Regions from separate parts of the Rattus norvegicus genome. Here all the other regions are linked to region 3. A link is a contact called in public Hi-C data. All regions are on one chromosome and are shown on one strand. Each heading gives the region's core, a stretch centred on a gene start, on an enhancer-like site or on the middle of the called end of the contact. The rest is flanking DNA. Distances are from core to core; before and after follow the strand shown. Region 1 has its middle 70 kb from the start of Jade1. Region 2 has its middle 120 kb from the start of Jade1. Region 3 holds the start of Jade1 (jade family PHD finger 1).

Evidence for each region. A called contact is a pair of places that touch in the nucleus more often than the background predicts.
Region 1: a contact with region 3 is called in a Hi-C map of liver, with 1.9 times the contacts expected there. The contact joins the enhancer-like site here to the promoter of Jade1 in region 3. A contact is called at or near these places in 5 of 12 Hi-C or Micro-C datasets (the A7r5 cell line, kidney, liver and 1 more).
Region 2: a Hi-C map of mammary epithelial cells shows a contact between it and region 3, with 1.9 times the contacts expected there. The contact joins the enhancer-like site here to the promoter of Jade1 in region 3. A contact is called at or near these places in 3 of 12 Hi-C or Micro-C datasets (the A7r5 cell line, mammary epithelial cells and psoas muscle).

Annotation. Positions count from the first base shown.
Region 1 is chr2:126,399,487-126,402,918 of GRCr8, reverse strand. No RefSeq gene overlaps it. Among named protein-coding and RNA genes, the nearest start is that of Jade1, 70 kb to the left of the region's middle. Within about 2 kb of position 1,503, at least 7 of the 93 cell types and tissues checked have an H3K27ac peak or open chromatin away from gene starts, as enhancers often do. A contact at or near this core is called in liver, where this site is marked.
Region 2 is chr2:126,345,761-126,349,510 of GRCr8, reverse strand. No RefSeq gene overlaps it. Among named protein-coding and RNA genes, the nearest start is that of Jade1, 120 kb to the left of the region's middle. Within about 2 kb of position 1,275, at least 28 of the 93 cell types and tissues checked have an H3K27ac peak or open chromatin away from gene starts, as enhancers often do. A contact at or near this core is called in the A7r5 cell line, where this site is marked.
Region 3 is chr2:126,469,448-126,472,827 of GRCr8, reverse strand. It overlaps Jade1 (jade family PHD finger 1), which reads right to left and starts at 1,704. Exons shown (of 11, transcript NM_001415052.1): 1 at 1,546-1,704.

The DNA.
Region 1 (3,432 bases), core at 254-2,753, 70 kb after region 3:
GCTTATTTCATGAAGTTGCTCACTCACGGTCAAGCTGGGCAAGCAGGGGTTAACTGCCCTGTACTGGGCAGCTGATGAAGGGTGATTATTGCTTTTAGTTTGGGTATTTATAAAGTTGTCTTTGATGTTTTTTTTAGCGGGGTTGGGGGAGGGAGTTATAAGGAACTTTTTTTCTCTTTAAGCTATCTATAACTCATGGCAATGATTATACCTTTGTAAACAGAAATGAAACACATTTTTTTTCCTTTGCTTGATCCTTTCCAAATTCAGAAATTCTGATTGAATATTCTTATTTCCATGGTGATCTTATTATTTGCACAAGTTCGGCGTGAACATATCCTCTTTGTTACAGACTATAACAGGAATGTGGTAGAGACATCAGATATGACCACGTGGTTATAACTTATTGCAGAACCAGGTGATGTGACCTTAGGTTAGGGTCGCCTCCCCTAGTGCACCTCCCTGACAGAGCATCCAACAGGGGTCAGAATGGTTAAGGGGGCTTGAAAGTGCATTCAGGGGAAGGGCAGTGTATATATTTTGTGCCAACTAGGAAAAGAGCATAGAAACACTCAAGAGCAAGAAAAAGAATTAGTCCCAGGCCTTGTTCTGCTATGGCTTCCTAGTGTCAAGGGACTTTGTGTGTAGTGTTTGTGTGTGTTATGCATGCAAAGGCCAGAAGAATACACACAGAAACCAACTCTCTCTTTCTAACAAGCTCGGGTCATTATGGTGGCAAACATCTTCAACCCCGAGTCATGTCTCAGGTCCCACATTATTTTTACAAATTAACCTGAAACTCACAGATCTGACTTTGTTGACTGGCTAGGCAGGGACCCTCCTGTGTCTGTCCTGACAGGACTGGGATTACAAGCTACCTTGCCCAAGGTATCCATGGATGCTGGGGGTCCCAGTTTAGGGTCTCACACTTGCATAGCCAGAACTTTGCCCACTGAGCCATCTCCCTAGCTTCTCAGGAGGTTTTTTATATATATAATCTGAATCCTTATGGAAAATACCAGCAAAGAAAACTATGTGTCTCTTTAGCGTTCATGTTTTACTAATGTGGTAACCAGGACAAATCTAATTAGACTAGATTTATTTTGCAAACAGAGTATCAGAGTAGAGTAACCACAGAGAAACTTTATGTGTCACAGGGAAATTGTCCCTGGGCTACATTGGGTCTTTCTTCCTGCTTTGAATAGGGGAGAGATGGACAAAGGTTCTCTCCTGGAATGAACCTGATGGTCAGGCTCTTTGTCAAGTTCTCTTCTTCAGCAGTCTGTGTCCAGGCTCCTAACCCACTCTCATTGTTCTAAGAGTTGAGTCATCTAGAGGCAATCTGAGTATCTAATTAAATTCCTCTTCCTGTCCTTTTGGCACCTGATAACTATGGCCTATCTTCTACAAGAATCTTATTGAGTCAGTTTAAGTAGGATCCCTTGATGTAATTTTCCATTCTCTGGCCTTTCTGTTCACATAAGCACTCACTCTTTGGGTATGAATCCTGCCCTTGTTGTGTTTGGAGGAAAGCCCAGTCTTCTCCCCACTTGTAATAATCTTGACACCTTGCACAGTGGTTCTGAACAAAGTCTTCCTTACACTTAGCATGTGTCAATATTTTCTTTAGCAGTACTTTGGGTCCCTAACCTGCACCTCAGCACTCAGTCCATCATGTTCTATGCGAACCTCTGTGACTTCCCCAGGGTAGGAAAGTGACAGGTTTCTGTGCAAGGAAGCTGGAGGTACCTGGTTCAGGATGAAGAGGGCACTTCAGAGGCCTCGAAAGCATATGCAGTTGGAAGACATCGGGAACATTAAAACCTCACAAGGGTCAATGGCAGCCCAGGCAAAATAATGGAGCCTGAAGTGGAAAAACAAAAACAGAACAAGGCGTTTGTTCTGGAGCACATGAGGCAGTCTTCTGAGAAATTTCCAGAAGTACCCAAAGGAAGATTTAACTCATTTTAAGCAAAATAAGTCAGTAATATTTTAGTTTCAAAAGGTACTGAGCGTGACACCTGTCAATCACACCTTCTGCAAAGGTGATTGATGGTTGCTGTTACTATTCCAAAATGCAAAGAGAAACAAACAACAAGCAAACAAAAACAAAACAGCTACTGCTATTCAATACTCCAAACATCAAGTAGAAATGCTTCAGGAAATTAGCAATTGTCAGACAGTGGACATACAGAAAAAAAATTTTTTTTGGTTCTTTTTTTTCGTAGCTGGGGGCCGAACCCAGGGCCTTGCGCTTCCTAGGCTCTACCACTGAGCTAAATCCTCAACCCCCACTCTATGAAAATTAAAAGCACTTCTTCTTCATATACACTAGGAAAATGCTCTACCACTGAGTTGTGAAACCACCCCCAAACTAGAAAATTTTGTGCATTGAAGGAAAAAGGCAACCTATAGAGTGGGTGAAAAATATTAGCAAGACACATGTCTGGTAAAGGATGCACATTAGACTGTATGAAAGGAATAAGGGATGGGGAGTTTGTGTTTAATGGCAGAGAGCTGGGGACAGTTGCGGAATGTTCTAGAGATGAGTAATCGTGATGACTGCATCAATGTGAATGTCCTTAGTGCCATCAAAAATTGGTTATAATGGCAAATTTTATGCTACATATGTTTTACTACAATAAAAATGCCAGAAAAATCTAGCTGCTCCAAATCCGGAATTTATTAACCCAATAAATTAGGAGATGGTTATTGAACTATAAATGGATTTGTCAATTTTTAAAATGATTTCCTTTAAATTGAATTCTTTCCTAGAGTTTTATTGTCTCTTCACAAACCATTAAACACTTGTTTAAGTGCTCAGAAAGGGCTGAGATGCAGGAGGAAGTAAAAAAAAAAAGAACAAACAAACAAACATGAGGGACCTTCCCCAAATGATGTCTGTTAGTAGGCTTCGTGAGTACTCTATTTATACAGATTTTACAAGTTTTTTATTTGAGAAGAAAAATCTCTAGATCTTACATAACACCCTGAGCTTCTTATGCCTGTCATCTAGGTTTGTTCATTTTTAACAAAATGTGCTAGTTTTAAAAGCTATCTATTTACTGTTGGGGGAGGGCAAAGGTCAAAGGACAACTTGCAGAAGTCTGGTCTCTCCCACTATGTGGGCTCTGGAGATAGGAATTCAGGTAGGTTGTCAGGCCTAGCAGCAAAGGCCTGTCTGCACTGAGCCATCTTACCTGCCTTATTTTGTTACTTCTGATGACCTATTTTAGACATTATGATTCTAGAGCTCTAAGTAACTTCAAGTATGTATCTTCAACAATGACTTTATGGCCATGAGATCAATTCAGGACATTTAACATGTATATAGTTCTACCCAATGTATAAGCAGATTCCTTGTCTCCCCTTTTACTGTAATTTATAGAAAAAGCAATTCTTTTCTATATCTAGAATTTGACCAAGGAATAT
Region 2 (3,750 bases), core at 26-2,525, 120 kb after region 3:
TGTGATAATTGACAATCGGTTTAATCTCTCTAAGCCTCAGTACATTTATCTCTATAAGGAAGCCATTCTGAGGGATACTTTAGGGTTAATGTCACCATAAAGGTTAACTCACTGCAAAGGTTAATTCATGTGTATAAAGTACCCAGTATAGTTCTTGGCAAACAGACGATACTCAATAAATATTGACCCTCTTCGTTTTCTCCTTCCTTTGTAATTAATCTATGTCTAATTCAGGATGTTGTGTTTTAGATATTGCTTGCTGTGAACAAGGGCCATGTATAATGAAACCTCACGGTCTTTTTTATGGACTTCGAGCTTCTCACAAAGTATATGGGTAAGGGAAGAGTGACTCAGGGAACGTCAGAACGGCTCTTCAGTTACTTGTTGACTGGTATTTGACAACGCCTCTCCGAAACGTCCCTCCATGCTCCCCACCTGTCATATTTAGTCATGCATTCACACCCCACTCCTAAACATCCACAAATTCAGAAATAAAACAAACATACAAAGAAATATTTCACATTCTCAACCTGTGGAAGTTTGGGTTTCTAAAATGGGAGTGTCAATTTTTCCTTTTAAATTATTGTTTTATTGTGTGTGCTTGTGCATGTGGACATGTGTGTTTATGCATACATGTGAGCATGAGTACCTGTGGAGTCTAGGAGAGGGCATTGAATCTCCTGGAAACAAATTATTTTGTTATAGCAGCCCAAACAGGGTGTGCTGTTTATATGGTCAACTCAAAGGGATCTAGACTCTCCTAGGAAAAAAATCTCTGAGCACATCTCTTTCTCAAGTGTCTAGATTGGGCTAACAAGGTGGAAGACCGACCCCAAGTATGAGGGATAACATCCTGAGGATTGAATTTCTGACTGAATCAAAAGGAGAACATGAGCTAGCATTGACATTCCTCCAGTACAGTGTAACCTACTGCCTTAAACTCCCACCTTTCTGGACCACACCCTCTTGACCTCAAGCTCAAATAGACCCTTTCTTAAGTTGCTTTTCCCTGGGATTTTTGTCACAGTTATGAGATAAGTGACTATCGAACCTGGGGATGAGAAGAGACTACCCCAACTATGGAATACGGTGACATCAGGAACACTAGTTCAGGTCCTCTGAGTTTTTTCTTGGCAGCTGCCTGCCTATGAGACTAATATCCTCAGTACTAGCTTCCACCGGCTTTTCCGTCTGACCTGGAGCAGCATGCTGTGAGGAACAGCTTGTCCACAGCCCTCAGCTTCAGGGTGTGTTCTCTGAGTGACTCAGCATACTCTTTCCCTGGATTCCAGTGTACAGACATGAGTCAATGATACAGAGCTTGATTCCAACATGCTCCCACTCTCTAAGCACTGTCAAGCAAGAAAGCCAGTATCTGCACCCTAATGAATGTTCAACTATGTCTCAAAGCAGCCAAAGAAAATTTCAGACCATGAAGGACCTCTCTCTTTTCAGAGGTAAGTTGAGTGGACCTCGGAGAGACTGAGTCACTCAAGGCGACATAAATGTTAATGGCAGAACCAGAGCTTGGAGTAAACCCCTGTGTCCTGACCTTTGGTGCATGGTTCTCACTAGAGCACCATATTGCCTCATCTCAGTTAAACATAGTTGAGAATAGATCTCTGCTGTTAGAATTCTTTGGACCTTCTCCTTGGGCTCTGACCCTCCCCTAGGGCTCCATTGTTTGTTTGATCTGGATGGACCTAGTTGTTACTAGTTGTTTGTTCTTTTATCCCATCAGGCAGTGAAGGTTGCACACCCAAGTATACCCCCAAATCCATAGGCTCCAGGAGAACTGAGGGATAATAAGCTGTGATCCCCAACCTTCTAAATCAACACTGTCTAATTGTGAGGCTGTGTTGGTTCTGTGTAGGGTATTTATACTCAGTCTGACATTCTGGGGATTTTGTAGTACCCATTAAACTTTAGTTTTTAATTTTATTTTTAGTCTTCTCTCTCTCTCTCTCTCTCTCTCTCTCTCTCTCTCTCTCTCTCTCTCTCACACACACACACACACACACACACACACACACACACACACACACGCCAAGGGCTCTGTCACTGAACTTCATCTCCAGCTCTTTCTTTTATTTTGAGACAAGGTTTCACTGAATTGTCCTGACTGGCCTTGAGGTTATGGCATTCGCGTGCTTCAGCCTCCTGGGTGCTAAGGTTACAGTCATGAGACACCGTGCCTGGATTCTTTTGGCAACATGTGACTCCTAAGTTTGAAATGTCCTAGAATGATCTAAGTGCTGTGGCAGATGACATTCCACATTAGTATAAATTTTGTCTGATTTATTTTCAAATGTGCATGTTTCCCATGAAAAACATGCATATATAGGACACTGGTTGTAGACATATTTAAATTACTCAGCCATAGAGTATATGTCTACAGTCATGAATTTCCCAACTCAGACAACGACAGAGGGATGAAGCCGGGATAGTTTCGCTCATGCCTGTCTAGTCTGTATGAGGTTCTCTGGGGATGGCTTACTGTGCAGTGCTGTTGCATGAGTGCATCCGGAAGATTTCATGTCGGAAACTTAATCTCCAGTACCATGGTTCTGAGAAGGGAGATCTTGAAGAGGTGTTTTGGTCATGAAGCTCCGCCTCGGATTAATGTCATTGTCACAGAAGTAGGTTTATTGTCACAAGAGGGAGATATAAAAGCAAGCACCCATCAGTCCCAAACTACTTTTCTCTGTTTACCTTAGGATCTCCAGCAAGAAAGCTCTTGCCAGATGCTGGCCCTGAGCTTTGGAATTCCCAGCCCTTAGAGTGAACAAATAGTCTCTCTTCTTTATATATTAACAGTCTCAATTATTCTGTTGGAGCAGCACAAAAGCAGAAGAAAGGAATAGGCAGTGTATGCAGCAGGAGGGACCCCTTGCAAGGAAGGCCAGACCTTGAGAAGCCCAGAGAACAGGCCAGGTGACTGCTTACTGGAAGGTACAGGTGACTGGAACATTCTGGGTGTGGCTCTCTCCCTCTCCCTCTCCCTTTCCCTCTCCCTCTCCCTTTCCCTCTCCCTCTCCCTCTCCCTCTCCCTCTCCTCTACCTCTCCCTCTATCTATGTATGTGTTTCAGGGAGGGAGATAAGGTAGGATGTGTGAACTCACTCTGCACTTTCTGAGATATTCCTTCATGGGTGTTATGTTTTGGCAAGAGCCACTGTCCCAAAAGAAATGACTCTCCCAGCTACAATGTAGAAGACTCAAGGCCCTAAAGTCTAAGGTGTCTTCCTGCCTACTGGCCTGAATGACTGGTTTTTAAGTCCTAATTAGGAGTTCTTGGTTTCCTTTTTCAATATCTAACTTTTTTAGGAGATAAAAAACCAATCATGTTAAAATAGGGTAGCTTTGGTCTTGCTATGTAGCTGAAGCTGAACTTCAATTCCTGATCCCTGTCCCCACTTGAAGTGTCAGGAGTGCCGGATTACAGCGCATGCCACCACAGCTCTCCTATTTAGTGTCGGAGCTGGAACTCAGGGCTCTGTGCAGGGTAGGCAAACACGATACAACCGAGCCACACCCCCAGCCTAAGGTTCATTTTTCTCTGGAGATGGTACTTTTTGAAAATACCAAGCATTTTTGTTTGTAATCTCCATGTTTGCCCACTATTTTTCCCAGCACCCAAGTGATAGACTAGGCATATGCTACTTTTAGGGGGGTGGGGTTTGCTGTGGATTGAACCCACAGCCTCACAGATGCTAAGCACAGTCTCTGCCATTGAGCCACAACCCTAGTC
Region 3 (3,380 bases), core at 455-2,954:
GCAAAAGTTGGCCCCGGGGCCAACCAGCACCTGCCCACGTGCCGCGTAGGCTCGTGCCCCGGCGTACCCAGTCCCTTCCCCCGCCGCCCGCGAGCGCCAGGTCACCTATTACCGGTGGGAGGGGAGCCCCGCTGCTATTTAAACGCCCGCGGAAGTTGAGGCACCCCCACCGGCGGTGCTGTGCACCTGCCTCCCGCCGCTGCGCTCCGCCACTTTGAGCAGCAGCGGCGTCCTCAGCCCCGCCTCCTGCCCGAAGGCGGGCGGGAGGGGGGTTGGGGGGCGGGTAGGAGGTGGAAGGTATCGAATTTCTCCAGCAAATGGGACCGTTCCGAAAGGATTCGGTTCTCCGGTCAACATTCCACATTCCATCCCTCTCCCGCATTTGCAAGCCTAAGCCGAGCCGACCCGGAAAGCCTACTGGCTACCGAACAACAGCACCCAACTCGCAAACACACTCACAGGCACCAGACACGTGCACGGGAAGGTTTTGCAACTTGCAGTCCCGGGGTGCACACCGCGTGTGCATGTGCTACAAGGGGAGCCAGGAGACCCAGAGACCCCACCCCCACAATTTGCAGATGGTGCCAAAGGTTGCAATCTGCAGTCCGTTTTAAGTTCATGATTAATAGGTACTTTGCTCTACTGATGAAGTCCTTCCCAATTTCACCGATGAAGTCTTACACTTTACAAGCAGTCTCGCTGGAAGTAAAAGGTCTCATCATTGGAAACCCATTCTAGAAAAATCTAATTGCCAAGCGGTCCCTTCATCCCCTTCTCACTGCCCTTGAATTGATGCAATGAATATGTTGGACATGTGGTGACGCGGTGACAAGAACCAGGGCTGCGGCCACTTCACACAGATGTACCACCCTCACACCTATGTTTGGAAAAACATACCCTCACAGCCTCCTTCCCCACACACACTGTCAAACACTCTGGAAACATGTATGTACGCGAACCTGCGCTCTGCCATTGCCATCTGTCTACCAAGTTGCTAGCTACTATGCTTTCTTTCCACTTTCACGCAGCCTAAGGCACTTTGGCTTTTTTTTTTTTAATGTATAAACTGGGTTTCTGCTGCTGAAAACGTTGGATGAATCACCTGAAAAGCCTCATGTTCTTCGTACATTTAAAAGGAAAAGCTCTAAGCCTTCGCCCTCCTCCGATTGAAAATAATAATCGGAATAGAACTTACTGATCCGACACCGATCAATTCCCGGGCTCCGCGGCCATCCCGGCCTCGTCGCCGGCCCCCACCCGGCGATGCCCAAGTTGCTGGTGGGATAGTGCCTCGGCGCGGGCGGCCGCCTCCTCCCTCCGCGCTACAGATCCACAGCCCAATCTTTTGGCGCCATATTAATGACGTACTATATTATTTCCACTAGGCAGCGACCTTCGGCATTACATTACTCCCGAGAACTCCCGAGCGAAGCAACAAAACCATCAAATATGGCTGAGTCTCTCGGCTCGTCCTGCAGCCGCCGCGGCCGCGGCCTGAGACGCGCACCCCGACCCGCGCGCCCCCGCGCCTCCGCCCCCGCGTACCTGCTGCGCACGGGCTGGGCCTCCGCGGGCTGCACGCTGCGCCGCATGAGTCCGGGCCACAGAGGCCGCGCGGGGAGCCGGGCGAGCCCCTGCTGTCGCCCGCGCGCTCGGCCGGCCCGGCGCGCCCAGGCCCTCCCGGTAGGGCGTGCGGCTGGCGGCAGAGGAAGCGCCGGGACGCAGACTCATTTCTGGGTCACTGCTGCCACAGGGGGGAGCACTTTAATCCCCAGCCAAAAGGAGAGGGTGGGGACAGTGGGGCGGGGAGCCGCTGGTAGGGGCTCGCTCCCTTTAACTCTTGGGGTCCTGACTGCAGCTAAAGGGGCTCTCTTCTTGCACCCACCTCGGGAGCCCTCAAGGTGTCTCCTAGGAGGAAAAGGGTTTATGAAATCACCCCCTCCAAATCTGCTGTCCCAGTTCCAACTCCGGGAGACATGCAGAAATGCATTTCTTGCAAATTACCTTTAAATCAGGTCGATTAAAAACGTGGATATTAAAGCGGATAGTTTGGGAGAAATGTTTTTGTTTTTAGGCTGAATAAGAAAATAATTTGTTTTTGTAGTAACAGTTTTGAAGGAGTTGCGAATTCGAATGACAGTTTTTAGCACAAACAATCCAATTCTGGGAGGGGGAACCCCAGCTTTACCTAATTTGTATTGAACTCACAGCAAATTAGCATTAATCCACTAAAAAACAGACTTCTTCTATAAACTTTTATATTACAGAGCGTTCTGGTCAGAACTGGATATTTTTCTCCTTCCACATAGAACTGGGACTAATGCTAAAATTCGAACTTTAGACTAGTATAAAAGCAATCACCAGAGACTCATGTTGATACATATGTGTAAAAAAATGAGTGATTGTTGGTTTTTCACATACTAAAAACTAACTTTTATATGGAGAATAATTATGTTCATAGAGTCCTCAAGGACTCTGTGTTGTATATCACATTCAACATCCAAAGGGGGGAAATACACATTAAAACTCCCATTTAGAAAATAAGAACAATAATTATTAATTACAAAATCAGATATTGAACCCAAAGGACAAGATTGTGCATTGCAATCATCCATAATTCTGTATAAAACAGGTTTGATTCACAGACATCTATCTAGAACCCCAGTCTGATAAATGGGAGAATAAACCTAACTGTGCCTTTCAATTATTTTTCAGGAAACAAAGCAAAGCAGCAGCAATCCTAAATGTATGTGCTTTTTCCCCTCTCCATTTCCTTAATAAGGAGCATAAAGACTCCCTGGCATAAAGACACTCCTTGGCAGGCAGGATTTCTACTGTGCTCACTCAGTCCTGCTCAGAACAGGTGAGGTACTACCAAATGAGGACTAGAACCCTTACTAGTTCTGTGTGGCTTACAGTTCGTGCACCCACACCCACACACCCACACACACCCACACCCACGTGCACACACATGCGTGAGAAAGGGGAGGGAAGGAGGGGGAGGGAGAGAGAGAGAGACAGAGACAGAGACAGAGACAGAGACAAGGGAACCCAATGAGAATTCAAGAGCAGGCTTTCAGAAGGGATGATGGGTCTCCAACCACACTGCAATCTCATTCATCTTTCTGTGACAAACTGATTGCATCCATTCTAACTTCCAGCCAGCCATTATCCATCCTATCTTAAATAAATAAGTACTTTTTTAAAAGTACTCTTTTTGGGGGCCTGGAGAGATGGCCCAACATTACAAACACTTGATGCTGCCAAAGACTGGGGTTGTTCCCTTCAGTCACATGGTAGTTCACCACCATCTGGAACTCCAGTTCCAGGGAATCCAACATCATCACCTGACCTCCAAGGAACCCTCACACCATACACAT